Regions from separate parts of the Mus musculus genome. Here all the other regions are linked to region 1. A link is a contact called in public HiChIP or PLAC-seq data. All regions are on one chromosome and are shown on one strand. Each heading gives the region's core, a stretch centred on a gene start, on an enhancer-like site or on the middle of the called end of the contact. The rest is flanking DNA. Distances are from core to core; before and after follow the strand shown. Region 1 has its middle 15 kb from the start of Gm40025. Region 2 overlaps Hs3st3b1 (heparan sulfate (glucosamine) 3-O-sulfotransferase 3B1). Region 3 has its middle 14 kb from the start of Hs3st3b1.

Region 1 (4,405 bases), core at 941-3,440:
AGTCATAAAGTTTTAACACAGAGTATCAAATTTTCTCGCACAGATACAAATACAAATACGTTTTTCAACCGATGGATCTAATTATCTAAATTGTTCTCTGGGTCTCTGTGTGGAGATGCCAGGAGGACACGCACAGGGAGCAACGGGAGCATTCCCGTGAGTCTCATTCCTGGATGGGAGAACTGAGGGACGGCTGTAGTTCTGTGCTGTGAAGCAACATCTCAGTCAACCACAAGCCACATGTATCTCGGTGGTCCTGTGAGACTATAGGAGAGCTGGAAACTTTCCATCAGCTGGTGACACTGTGCCAGCAGAATGTCATTGGGTATTACAGTGCACACATGTGTGTGGTGTTTCTGGTGTAAACAAACCTACTGGGCTGGCAGCCATATAAAAATACACAGAAAATTGGGTGCAGCACACAGTTCCTGATAATGGTGAAATGTGATTTTCTTACTAGTTAGTGTGCATGCTACACCATGCTTCTAACTGTTAGACTGCACTTCCGCTCATAAAAATGTTTACTGTAAAACAGTCTGTCTATAGCACCAGCATCTCCATCTCACGCTTATTGTTGGGTCTTCACTACATCCTTTTTCTTATATTTGATTTAATCGCATTCATCATGGCCCTGGGAGTACTAGGCTAAATCATAAGATATCCATAGAGCTGAAGTGTGTAATTAGCATGCTAGCTGGGTAAGCATAGGTCTGATCTACATTAACTTCAAAATGATACAGAGCCTAATAACATATCTCTTGGAATGGGTTCCTGTCTTTGTGTATATGACACATATCTACAAAGGTGAAGGTAATTTTGAATCATGTGCATGTATCTTACCAAACCCCAGCAACTGCATCCTCAGCCCTCTACTGTCCTGATCCAAGGCATGGCAAGAGGGAACTGGAGTGGAGAAAGGTCTCTACCAGGTATGCCTAAAGTCTCTTGCTTTTGTAAACTCTGCAAAACACATATATGTGTAGCAGCACATGGGAAGGAATCTTCCAGGGCCTGCCGTGTGGAAGGGGCCACAAAACTTTGCCATGATCAGGTTTAATTTACATCTGTTGCTTGGTTGCCAAGGTGGCCATGGACCAAACGGTCCTCTGCAGAGGCACCGAGGTACAGAGGCACCGAGGCTACATGGGGTCATGCCTGACCCACCCCCTCTCTCTTTTACACAAGTAACAATAACCAGAGAAATATGATTTAAAAACACACAAAGAGCCAGCTAGAAAGTGTGTAAGTGTAGGGCAGTCAGTCTGCTTTGTTTTCCGATTGAGAGTTCAGAGACTACCCCCACTAATGGTCCCATACAATAAATCTGGGTCTAGGACTTTTCTGGTGTGTCATATGACCATAGGGAAACACGGGGCCAATGAAGCAAAGCCACCAGGAGACAGTCATAGAGTCCCTTTGTTGAAGGCAAAGCATCTAATGCCTGGTTTCCAGCTCCCACCATGCACTGAGAGACATCTATCAGCACCTTCTCAATGCCCTCCTCTCCATCAGAACCCAAGTGTCTCCAGCCCTCCTCTAGCCCTCTGCTAACTCTGCAGCCCCTGTGTAAGGTTCGAAGCTTCAGCGTCTGCCCTACTCCCCTGTCTCAGAAGATGACAGAGGATCACCCTTGTGCTCACCAGAATAGTGCAAAAGAGGGCATCCACACGGAAGAGGCAAGCAGATCCAATTCCTGGGTTTCCAACCGTAGGAGAGATGAACTCAGAGAGGATGCCAATCCCAGATCATTCCAGAGATCCTATCTCAAAAATTGAGAGAGAGAGAGAGAGAGAGAGAGAGAGAGAGAGAGAGAGAGAGAGAGAGATTGATTGATTATTGGATCTCCCTTGGAGCTGGAGAAACTGAGATGCTTTCTGTGTTCCTGTTGGGAAACGAACCCGAGCCCTCTGCAAACCCAGTACATATTCTTAACCTCTGAGTCATCTTTTCAGCTCCATAAGTTTAGATTCTATCTTTTTCTTAGAATCATTCAAGGCAATTGTATCTGTGTTTTCACTAAAAACCAACAACCCTTGAATCTTCGCAGTGCACTTCTGTCCTTTGTTTCCTTGACTTTTCTCCCAGAGTTCCTGTGTTTTCCTTGCATCCTTTGTTTGCTTTGTAGGTGAGGTCAACCTTGTTTTTGTTTGCTCTGCAGCCACTTGGAACTCGTCTGCTGGGAGATGGGAATTCCTGGAGCTCTGCAGCCAGGGCAGCCTCTCTGGAAAGGACTACACTGGATCTTGCTCAGAGGCCATGAGAATGCCCGGAGCTACTTTAGATAAATACCTTAGTTTTGTTTATCATTTACCCCGACTGAAAGACAAAGGGTACATTCACAGAATGCATTCAGACCTCAACTGCATGTAAACAAACAAACAAACAAACAAACAAACACTAAAGGCCCATAGCTGCAGTTTTGAAAAGGGATCTTTTTCTTTTCACCCAAAGACTGGGTAGTGATGGGAAATTGTCTTTGCTTCCTCCTTTTGTGGAGTAAAAGCTTCACCCACCTCCTGCTTCCAGACCATCCCCTACCCTCACCCCCCACCCCCGCCCCACTCTGTTTTTCTGTTTTACTTAAGATTTTTAGATTCGCATTTCCCTGATGATTAAGGATGTTGAACATTTTTTCAGATGTTTCTCTGCCATTCGGTATTCCTCAGGTGAGAATTCTTTGTTCAGCTCTGAGCCCCATTTTTTAATGGGGTTATTTGATTTTTCTGGAGTCCACCTTCTTGAGTTCTTTATATATATTGGATATTAGTCCCCTATCTGATTTGGGATAGGTAAAGATCCTTTCCCAATCTGTTGGTGGCCTTTTTATCTTATTGACGGTGTCTTTTGCTTTGCAGAAGCTTTGCAATTTTATGAGGTCCCATTTATCGATTCTTGATCTTACAGCACAAGCCATTGCTGTTCTATTCAGGAATCTTTCCCCTGTACCCATATCTTCGAGGCTTTTCCCTACTTTCTCCTCTATAAGTTTCAGTGTCTCTGGTTTTATGTGGAGTTCCTTAATCCACTTAGATTTGACCTTAGTACAAGGAGATAGAAATGGATCAATTCGCATTCTTCTACATGATAACCGCCAGTTGTGCCAGCACCATTTGTTGAAAATGCTGTCTTTTTTCCACTGGATGGTTTTAGCTCCCTTGTCAAAGATCAAGTGACCATAGGTGTGTGGGTTCATCTCTGGGTCTTCAATTCTGTTCCATTGGTCTACTTGTCTGTCACTATACCAGTACCATGCAGTTTTGATCACAATTGCTCTGTAGATTCCACTTCACTCCAGTCAGAATGGCTAAGATCAAAAACTCAGGTGACAGCAGATGTTGGCGAGGATGTGGAGAAAGGGGAACATTCCTCCATTGTTGGTGGGATTGCAAGCTTGTACAACCACTCTGGAAATCAGTCTGGCAGTTCCTCAGAAAATTGGACATAGTACTACCAGAGGATCCCGCAATACCTCTCCTGGGCATATATCCAGAAGATGTCCCAACCGGTAAGAAGAACACATGCTCCACTATGTTCATAGCAGCCTTGTTTATAATAGCCAGAAGATGGAAAGAACCCAGATGCCCCTCAACAGAGGAATGGATACAGAAAATGTGGTACATTTACACAATGGAATACTACTCAGCTATTTAAAAAAATGAATTTATGAAATTCCTAGGCAAATGGATGGACCTGGAGGGTATCATCCTGAGTGAAGTAACCCAATCACAAAGGAACTTGCACAATATGTACTCACTGATAAGTGGATAATAGCCCAGAAACTTAAGATACCCAAGATATAAGATACAACTTGCTAAACGCATGAAATTCAAGAAGAACGAAGACCAAAGTGTGGACATTTTACCCTTTCTTAGAAATGGGAACAAAACACCCATAGAAGGAGTTACAGAGACAAAATTTGGAGCTGTGACGAAAGGATGGACCATCTAGTGACTGCCATATGCAGGGATCCATCCCATAATCAGCTTCCAAATGCTGACACCATTGCATACACTAGCAAGATTTCGCTGAAAGGACCCAGTTATAGCTCTCTCTTGTGAGACTATGCTGGGGCCTAGCAAACACAGAAGTGGATGATCACAGTCAGCTATTGGATGGGTCACACGCCCCCTAATGGAGGAGCTAGAGAAATTACCCAAGGAGCTATAGGGAACTGCAACCCAATAGGTGGAACAACAATATGAACTAACCAGTACCCGGGAGCTCTTTTCTTTAGCTGCATATGTATCAAAAGATGGCCTAGTCGGCCATCACTGCAAAGAGAGGCCCATTGGACTTGCAAACTTTATATGCCCCAGTACAGGGGAACGACAGGGCCAAAAAGGGGGAGTGGGTGGGTAGGGGATTGGGAGGGTGGGTATGGGGGACCTTTGGGATAGCATTGAAA
Region 2 (4,405 bases), core at 941-3,440, 910 kb after region 1:
ATAAAATTGTCAATATTTAATAGTGGCCTATTAGTTTTAGATAAATAAAATGCCAAAATGTATGAATTAAATTGCATTTATTATCTTTCAAGTGGTAGGTTATTATCCAGCAGGTCTGTCTCTGAAAATGAGTTTTGAGTTCTTATCTTAGGAGACATTCTTAAAAGATAGGCTGCTACTACAGTAAATAGAAATTAAATGCTGGCTACAGTAGATTTTGTTTTTTTTTAAAGGAATCTGCTCATTAAAAAAGCAGTAGTTTAATGTCCACTAATAATGACAAGATGTATTCTCCCAGTCTGCAGTCTCCCATTTGCCTCTGCAAAGCGATCTTACACATCTCTTGTTTCTTTGATTTTTTTTTAATGTTTTGATAACCAGCACCTCACAAATTCTCGTTCTAAATAGGCATGCTTCCGTCTAAACCCTTCAGTTTAAAACAAATTTAACACAAGGTTTTCTTTTTTTTCTACAAAATGACTATTCAAGTCACTAAAACTATTTACAATAAGTTCACTAGGAATAAAAAATAAGCAAATAAATAAATAAACAAATAAAGCAAAACAAACACCACTGGCAGCTCTGAGGTTAGAGGTGCTGTTTTTACCAAGCCTCAAAACTGAAGCCCAGGACCAAGACAGCTTACCCACTGCTCTGGGCCGTTTGGAATGTTCTGTGTTCTCACTCTGTGAACATGGAAGTTAAACTGATGGACAGAAGCACAAAATGCCCACCCTACAGGCACAGCACAACAGCTTCTATTGCTATAAAGAGAGCTTCATCGGAACTTCACCTCTCACGTCAGTCAACAAGACTATTTCAGAGAGTAAGAGAAACTTAAGGGCGGGGCTGGTGGGAGAGGCTCCACTCCCCCAAGTACATGGCATAGTGTCAAGGGTAATGAGAGCCTATCCTGCCTTCCTCAACTGACAAGAAAGAAGAGATGGGGTACCAGTGTCATTGAAGACCAGAAAAGTTTTTTTATACTTAAATCGTTACCTTGTTAGGACTGTCTTATTCCTTGTTCTCCAAGACTATCCAAACTCAAATAAAAACGGCTGCTTCTGCATGCCAGACTAGTTCTTCTGGCCCAGAGATAGGGGAGGTTAGCTGTGAGAAGCAACAATTATTCTTAGTAACTTGATAGTAAATTCCATTATAGCCAAGAGGCTAAGTGTTACAACATCCCTGCGGCTCAAGAACCCCACAGCAAAGTTTTGTGCAGAGGAGGAGTGGCTTTCTCTATTTAAAATTCTTTTATATCTGCACCTCACACACTCGGCGGGTCGTTTGACAAATATTTAGAAAATAGTTTGTTATTGACTCACTCAAAAACTTGCTTCCCTGTGACGTGTAAGAAGCATGGCTAAATGAAGCTGTACTGCTCCATCTTTGCCCCCACAACAATATGATGTTCTGTAGAACAGCAGGGAGAATCCAGTTAACAATAGTATATTATAGAACAGAATAGGAGAACGTCTATGTACCCACCACGAAGGGATGATAAAAGATTAAGGTGATGGATATGCTAATGATCCCAAGACTATACAGGAATTAAGACATCACATTCCAACCACAAGACTACTACAAACAGTTCCAGTCCAAAAAAAAAAAAAAAAATCAAGCTTAAAATTAAGTGAGTCATGGAAATAGACGTGATTGATATCTAGTCCTGTAAATAGACCTTTGTAAAGAGGAGTTGGCTTTTCTCAATATTTAAAAGGACATGCAGTGTGTTACAATGAGATATTTTCCTTGTAAGCCTGGCGGATTCATGAAACTTGAGCGCCCCTGTTTATAGCAGGCCTCTGGCACTTCAGCTCAGCCAGACTGCTTTGAGTCGCCTTGGAGGAGAGACCTTGACCATTCCATCTGTGTTCGTCCGCGAGTTGGTGGGGCGCAGGATACAGAATTTCTGGGTTCCAGGATTTGCCACAAACCACCCTGCAACCTTATATTAAACCAGAAAAAAAAATTTTAAAGGAGTTTCTGGGCATTGAGATTAGGAGTAGCCAGTGAAAAGTGAAAAAAAAAAAATACCCGGAGAAGCCGAAAGAAGCCGCTTGCCACACCCTCTCCTGATATAAGGGTGGAGTCTCCCCCTCACCAGCCCTGGTGACATAAGTGTGCAATAGGGCCCACGCCTGCTGGCCGCTGCCACGCGTGCGCTTCTGGCGGGTCCTCACCTGTGGGGTTGAGCTGCCTCGGCCCGCGCTGATTGGTTCTAGGGACTGCCCGGAGACCAATGGCAACGGACCTGTACGGAGCTCCGCCCACGGGCTTTCTCCGAGCGATTCTGTATGCCCAACTCTAGCCTCTTGTTAACCTTACTTCTCTGTATTAGACTCGGCTTTAGAGGCTCCTGCTCTGCGGGGTCAGCCTTCAAGACACCAGCCTGCAAGCATTCAGTGGAAACTAACTTCATTTTGACCTGGGGAGAGGGGAGGAGTTGTTTCCTTATGGTGGTGCTGGGGAAAAAAAAAGCAAGATTTATTCCGTTCTTCCTGCACAAAAGTGCACTCTATCAGGAAAGCTGACACAATTAGAGACGCCCATCTCTTCCAGACCCCTCCCAGAGCCTTCTGGAAACTGGTCCTTATTCAGTCCAGCCCTTACTCTTGGCTGGCTGTTTGGCTAGTCCCTGGAGTCCTCCCATATGATTGTTCCAGAGGCTCCAGGCATTTAGCATATGCCAGCTCCACCAGTTAACACAGATACACAAAGAAGAAACATCCTGTTTCCACCCACGAGCTTCTCAGAAGCCCCAAATGGGTGGGTATGTGTGTGTTGGAGGGGGCGCAGCAAAGCTTACTTCTGAGGCCAAGCCCAGTTAAGTCACCCAGGCTGTCCTATACCTTGGGGGTCCTTCTGGCAGCTGAGTAATTTGGATTAGAGGCGTGTGTCACCAGGTTCAGTGAATAATGCACTCTTATAAATTGTATTTAAGCCCCTCCCTCAACTGATCAGACAAGGGCGTATTTATTGAGCGAGCACTTGTGATAAAAAAAGATAAGACTTCATTTTCTGGAGCACTTTGTTTATTTTCTGGAACAAGTGTGATGCACAGAGCACGGACCCTCACTTCTACATAGCATTCTCCCAAGACCCTCTCTTCAGCAATGGAGTTTGGGCATACAGGTCTTCACTCAGGCCCTGGTTCGAATCACAGCGCTGGAATAAGGGCCTCTGCCACCAGCCCGGCTTTTTATAGGAGTTTGGCAGCCTGTAAACATGCCGCCAGTGTTGATGTGGACCGCAAACAGAGTCCAGATATGGTGCTACTATGGCAAAGAGTCCCTCCCGCTGGGTAGCCCCTCTCAGCTGTACTGGGCATGGAAGACAGTGTTGTCCATCTCTGCCCCTATCCCTTGTCATCATATAAAGAGCCTGTTTCCTTCATTTGTAACCTGGCATAGGACAGAGCAATATGCCCTGTTCCATATCAAGAATATACTTTCATAGTGCAATTTCCACAGCCCCGTTCCTCACAGACAGACATTCTAAATGAGGTTGTTCCTCACAAACAGACATTCTGAAAGAGGTTGTTCTTCACAAACAGACATTCTGAAAGAGTTATTCCTCACAGACAGACATTCTGAATGAGGTTGTTCCTCACAGACAGACATTCTGAAAGAGGTTGTTCCTCACAGACAGACATTCTGAATGAGGTTGTTCCTCACAGACAGACATTCTGAAAGAGTTGTTCCTCACAGACAGACATTCTGAATGAGGTTGTTCCTCACAGACAGACATTCTGAATGAGGTTGTTCCTCACAGACAGACATTCTGAATGAGGTTTTTCCTCATAGACATTCTGAAAGAGGTTGTTCCTCACAGACAGACATTCTGAAAGAGGTTGTTCCTCACAGTCAGACATTCTGAAAGAGGTTGTTCCTCACAGACAGACATTCTGAATGAGATTTGCCATCTGTTTTCATCCACTTCAATTCATTTGCATTTTGAATCTTTGTAGCCATCCTGGGACAGGTCTGCTTAGCCTTACCCGAGTCAGTTTCAGTGAGAAATTTTTGTTTTTAATTTTTACTTTTTTACTTCTCTAATAGAATTCTCCCACCTGTTGTTGTTAAGTCTTAAGGTCGGTCCTTTGCTACAGACACTTTGTATCTGAGAAAGTCACCTGTCTCTAATGCCAGTATCCTCTCATACAGCTGAGGCTGGGCCCAACAGTGTGGCAGAACCAATGATACACTGTGTGTGTGTGTGTGTGTGTGTGTGTGTGTAGCCTCATACCTCCCACCCTGTCACACAGAGCTGCCACACATAGAGTGTTGTGAGCTTGTGGTGTTTTACAGAGCACACTGGCCCGTTCTCTGTTCAGTGAGCTCTCTGGCTTAAGTTATTAGAATCGTGAGTATCTAATTGTGTGTGTGTGTGAGAGAGATGA
Region 3 (4,405 bases), core at 716-3,215, 890 kb after region 1:
GGGGCAGTGGAGAGTATCCTGCTCATTTGCATAGTGTCCTAGGTCCTTGGCCCTCTGGATGCCATGTAAACACGCCCTGGGCATCCCCGGACGTCAGTCATTGCCCCGTGGTGCAATTCAAAAGAAGCCCCTTTGAGATTACCCGGCTATTCACTTTATGCCAATGCTACCACGCTAGAGTTTCATACTACCCAAGTCACAGGTTTTCAGGTCTAGCCTCCTCACTCTTCTTTGCTGTCATAATAAAGTATAGCATCTTTGAGTGCATGCTTTCGGGCCTTTTGGGTACACAATTAATATAGTAGAATTGCTGAATCCCACAGTGATCCCAGAGTTAAGTGATGAGAGTCTGCCCATGGTTTCCCTGCAGAATTCCCACTAGCAGCACACAGGGACTTCCATTTTCCACCTCTTTATATCCTTGCCCACACTTGGTGCTTCCCTGGATGTTAAAATCTTAAAATTGGAGGTTCATACGTTTAATCAAGCACTGGCCACTGTTAACCAGCCTGCTTTCCTCTTTTTAAGTTTTGTTCTATTGTTTTATGTTTATAAGTGCTTGTCTGCATTATAAGTATATGTCTGTGTACCATATGTATGCCTGACCAGAAGAGGGTACTGGATCCCCTGGAAATGGAGTTTTAAGCCACCCTGTGGGTGCTAATAATGGAATCCAGGTCCTCTGGAAGAGCAGCCAGTGCACTTGACCAATGAACCACCCCTCTAGCCCAACCATTGCCCATATTGCCCATTGCCACCCCTGCCACGTGTCTGTCTATCCATCCATCTGTCTCTGTCTCTCTTCTCGTTCTTGGGTTCCTATACATGATATTAGTTCACTTCACTGAGCCTGTACATTCCTCAGGTTCATATTTCTTCATTCTCTTTTATTTCAGAGTCTGATCATTTTACCTGTCCTGTCTTTGAGTCTGATGTCTTTCTCCTTTCTTTATTCTCTTTCTTCTTTCCTTCTTTCCTTCCTTCTTTCCTTCCTTCTTTCCTTCCTTCCCTCCCTCCCTTCTCTCTCTCTCTCTCTCTCTCTCTCTCTCTCTCTCTCTCTCTCTCTCTCTTTCTTTCTTTCTCCCCTTGTTTTACCTAATCAGATTTCCTCTGGGGCCAGACATGATGGCACACACCTGTATTTCCATCATTTAGAAGGCTGAGGCAGGAGGATCATCATTACTAAATATCAAGAGTTGACTCCAAAAAGGAAGAGAAGGAAAAGCTGGAAAAGCTGGTTTTCAACATTTCTTATAAATTTTTCATGTAGGGTTTCTGTTTGATTCTATGATGATGATGATGGTGATGATGATGGTGGTGGTGATGATGGTGGTGGTGGTGATGATGGTGGTGGTGGTGATGATGATGGTGGTGGTGGTGATGATGGTGGTGGTGGTTTCTATCCCTTTAATGATATATTCTCTTCATTTGCTCTTTTACACTAGTTCTTTTTTGGTGCGAGAGCACATTTAAGACAGTTCCTTTTAAACCCTTGTCAAATAGTTCTGATTTCTTTGGTTCCTTGGGAGTGAGTCAGTTTCTGTCTCCTTGGCCCCCTTTAGCGAGCCAAGCCTTCCTGTGCCCTAGTGCCTTGTGATTTTGCTGTCTCTGACAATTGGATATTTAACTGCACGAGGCTCTAATTGTAGAGATCAGCCCATCTCCCTTCCTGGGGCTTTTAGACATTTGTTTGTTTTCTTTGGGTTTTGCTCATTTGCTTTGATTGTTGAAGGCTGTAATTGTCCACTGAAAAACAACCATCACAAAAAACTACTTTCTAAGTCACTTTGCGGAAGACAATTACTCCTGTGTGGACCCTGGCCTCTTCTTTTAGCTTGTGTTTAGTCAATGTTTTGACATAGATTCCCTTGAATGGCTTGAAGTAAGTTGTGTACACAGAGTCCTGCTGCACACAAAGGAGAAGGGGACCTGTTGGTGTTTGCTGTTGACTTTGTTCTGGGACACTCCCTCACTCTCAGCAGGGATTGCGCTAAATGGCAGAGGAGCCTAAAACAAAATCCTAATGTCTTTTTGTTCTTTTCCAGCGCTGATTCACCTAGCCTGAGGCATGTGTGTGGCTCTCTAAATCCTGCCATACCTGTGGCTGATTTCCTAGCCCTTTGTTTCCGGCAGGCCCTGGGTGGTCTAACTGTAAGACCTGGCCCACTACATCTCTCTCAGGCATCTCTGAGTCTTTGGTTGGTCAGTCTGGTGTGGGTTTTGGGGGGAGATGTTTGTTTTATTTTGCTTGAGACAGAGTCTGCAGATTTGAGTCTCCATCTGTAGCGCAGGTTGGCCTCCTGCCCCTGCCTTTCTGTAATGTTGCAATCACGGGCAAATCTCAAGCACCTGCTGGTGTCTGTGGGGCTCTGGGATCCACCTCCAGCTTCGCTTCTCGAGAGATGCCCATGTTTCTGTCCACCAGAATGAAAGACCCATCCTTCAAGTTCCTCCAGATAAGTTAGAACAGAACTGCATGCTGGTTTGCTCCCCTTCATTCAAAGAAGCAGAGTCCCAAAGTGGGGCTCAGGCTGCTGCTCCTTCAAAACCAAGACTGCCAGCATGCTGGGGTTGGGGTGAGGGGTGGGGGGTGGGGCTCAGCTCAGTGGGGGGTGCCCCCAGATTTCCTACTGTTTTGAAGACAGGTGAGCATGCTTGCTATCATTTGTCATTCACATAATTAATGTAAAACATTGAACTGTTTCCAAACTTCTGACAGAGCTGGTTCTGTGTGCTTCTGTTTGTCTGTCTGTTCTACATCGTCATGGGGGGAAAAGACACCCTGCTTTGCCCCCTCCCTCTGGTTTGCCATTCTTCCACATCAAGAAAACCAAAGGCGATTCTGGGACATTCACTATGTGACTCTAAGCAAAAGAGACATCAGCACAAAGGAGAAAGATAGAGCCTCTGTCCATATACAGTGTCTTTTTCAAGGCCTTCATGGTACTACGAGGGGAGAAAGACTGACGGACTAGAATGATTGGAGCCATGGAGAATGGGGAAGCTGCTTTCCTGCAATCCCAAGGAAAGCCCCTTTGGGCTGGTCATGTGTGAGTGGGAGCAGGGAGCTGGGAAGCAAAGACCACATGAAGAGCACAGGTCAGTGGATGGCATCGTCCAAAGCCATGGTGGACAAAGATGCTCCTAAGATTGAAAGGCCACCAAGGAGGTGAAGGGCTAAGAAGAAGGAATGACAGGAGGTGGCCGAGGTGGCTGGATGAGAAGCTGTAAGTCAGGCAGGGAGTGACTGGTCCTTTGGCATAGTGCTAAGTGGAAAACTGACTTCAAGGTAGAATTTGGGGGGACCGGAAGGCAAAGATGGGGTGTGTCCTAGTCCAAGAGAGAAGCAAGGTGGTAAGAACTAGGGTGGAGGCAGGGGAGATGCAGATGTCCCTGGAAGTACTGAATGGAAATGCTGGCCTGGGCCTTCAGGAATGAAGGAAGGGTAAAAGAAAGGAAGGAGGGAAGGAAGGGAGGAGGGAAAAAAGAAAGAAGGGAAGGAAGGGAGAAGGGAAGGAAAGGAGGGAAGAAGGGACGGGAGGAAGGAGGGACAGGAGGAAGGAAGGGAAAGGGAAGGAAGGAAGGAAGGAAAAGGGAAGGAGGTAGGTAAGGAAGGAAGGAAGACGGGAGGGAGGGAAGGATACAGAAAGCTTTCGTTCTGATGGATGGTTTATGTTTGCACTTAATCTAAGGTCGAAAGCAGACTAGAAACTGGCATTGTGTCAACACTGATGGGTGTTCGGTCTTACTGGGATGCAGAAATCCAAGATGCTTGGTTGCCTTAATTATTTTCAGTTCTAGAAATTTGTTGAACACGTTCTGTAAGTCTTGGACTGGGCCAGGCAGTGGGGTGGGAAAGGGAATGCAGTTTCCAAAGAGACTACGAAGTCATTCCCTGGGTGATGAATCTAGACGTGTGTGTAAGGAAGAAAGGTCAACCAGGCAGAGACAGACTGGGTGGTAAAGTTGATCCACACAGCTCTGAGGGCCACTCCTGGTACTAGAGGCCCTTGGGTGCTGGGGACACCCCTGATGATCTGGGTGCCCTTCAAAAGTCACCTCCGCACTGGCAATGGCCTTCTCGTCTATGGGAGAAGCTTACATTCTGTGCACATGGGAGCCATTTCTGCTTTAATGCTCTCTTTTCCTCTGGACTTTGGGATCTGAAAAAAGGGGACAGGCTGTGTAGGCCACAGGCTGAAGGTCAAAACTCCACAGGTCTTGCCTGTAGTGCAGACCATGTTTGGCTAAATCATAACTGGCTCTGTGCACCTTCAAGTTCAGTTTCAAATTTGTAACATTTAAAGTCAATTACTGTTTGATCTACAGGTGACTCCCTGTGAATGCCAATCTGACAATCCCTAGCCTGCAAGGTACCCTAGCCTGCAAGGCTCAGCCCTGCAGC

What was found. HiChIP or PLAC-seq counts read pairs in DNA pulled down with a chosen protein or histone mark.
Region 2: an H3K27ac HiChIP or PLAC-seq map of extraembryonic endoderm stem cells shows a contact between it and region 1, with 11 times the contacts expected there. The contact joins two enhancer-like sites. A contact is called at or near these places in 2 of 39 promoter capture datasets (frontonasal cranial neural crest and hippocampal neurons), 5 of 115 datasets of contacts at active chromatin or transcription factors (embryonic limb bud, embryonic midbrain, extraembryonic endoderm stem cells and 2 more) and 2 of 9 other capture datasets (embryonic stem cells and liver).
Region 3: an H3K27ac HiChIP or PLAC-seq map of extraembryonic endoderm stem cells shows a contact between it and region 1, with 7 times the contacts expected there. The contact joins two enhancer-like sites. A contact is called at or near these places in 1 of 39 promoter capture datasets (hippocampal neurons), 4 of 115 datasets of contacts at active chromatin or transcription factors (embryonic limb bud, extraembryonic endoderm stem cells, forebrain and 1 more) and 1 of 9 other capture datasets (liver).

What each region holds. Positions count from the first base shown.
Region 1 is chr11:64,825,511-64,829,915 of GRCm38.p6, reverse strand. No RefSeq gene overlaps it. Among named protein-coding and RNA genes, the nearest start is that of Gm40025, 15 kb to the left of the region's middle. Within about 2 kb of position 2,190, at least 6 of the 459 cell types and tissues checked have an H3K27ac peak or open chromatin away from gene starts, as enhancers often do. A contact at or near this core is called in extraembryonic endoderm stem cells, where this site is marked.
Region 2 is chr11:63,912,341-63,916,745 of GRCm38.p6, reverse strand. All of the region lies in intron 1 of Hs3st3b1 (heparan sulfate (glucosamine) 3-O-sulfotransferase 3B1), which reads left to right. Among named protein-coding and RNA genes, the nearest start is that of Hs3st3b1, 7.7 kb to the left of the region's middle. Within about 2 kb of position 2,190, at least 125 of the 459 cell types and tissues checked have an H3K27ac peak or open chromatin away from gene starts, as enhancers often do. A contact at or near this core is called in extraembryonic endoderm stem cells, where this site is marked.
Region 3 is chr11:63,934,476-63,938,880 of GRCm38.p6, reverse strand. No RefSeq gene overlaps it. Among named protein-coding and RNA genes, the nearest start is that of Hs3st3b1, 14 kb to the right of the region's middle. Within about 2 kb of position 1,965, at least 13 of the 459 cell types and tissues checked have an H3K27ac peak or open chromatin away from gene starts, as enhancers often do. A contact at or near this core is called in extraembryonic endoderm stem cells, where this site is marked.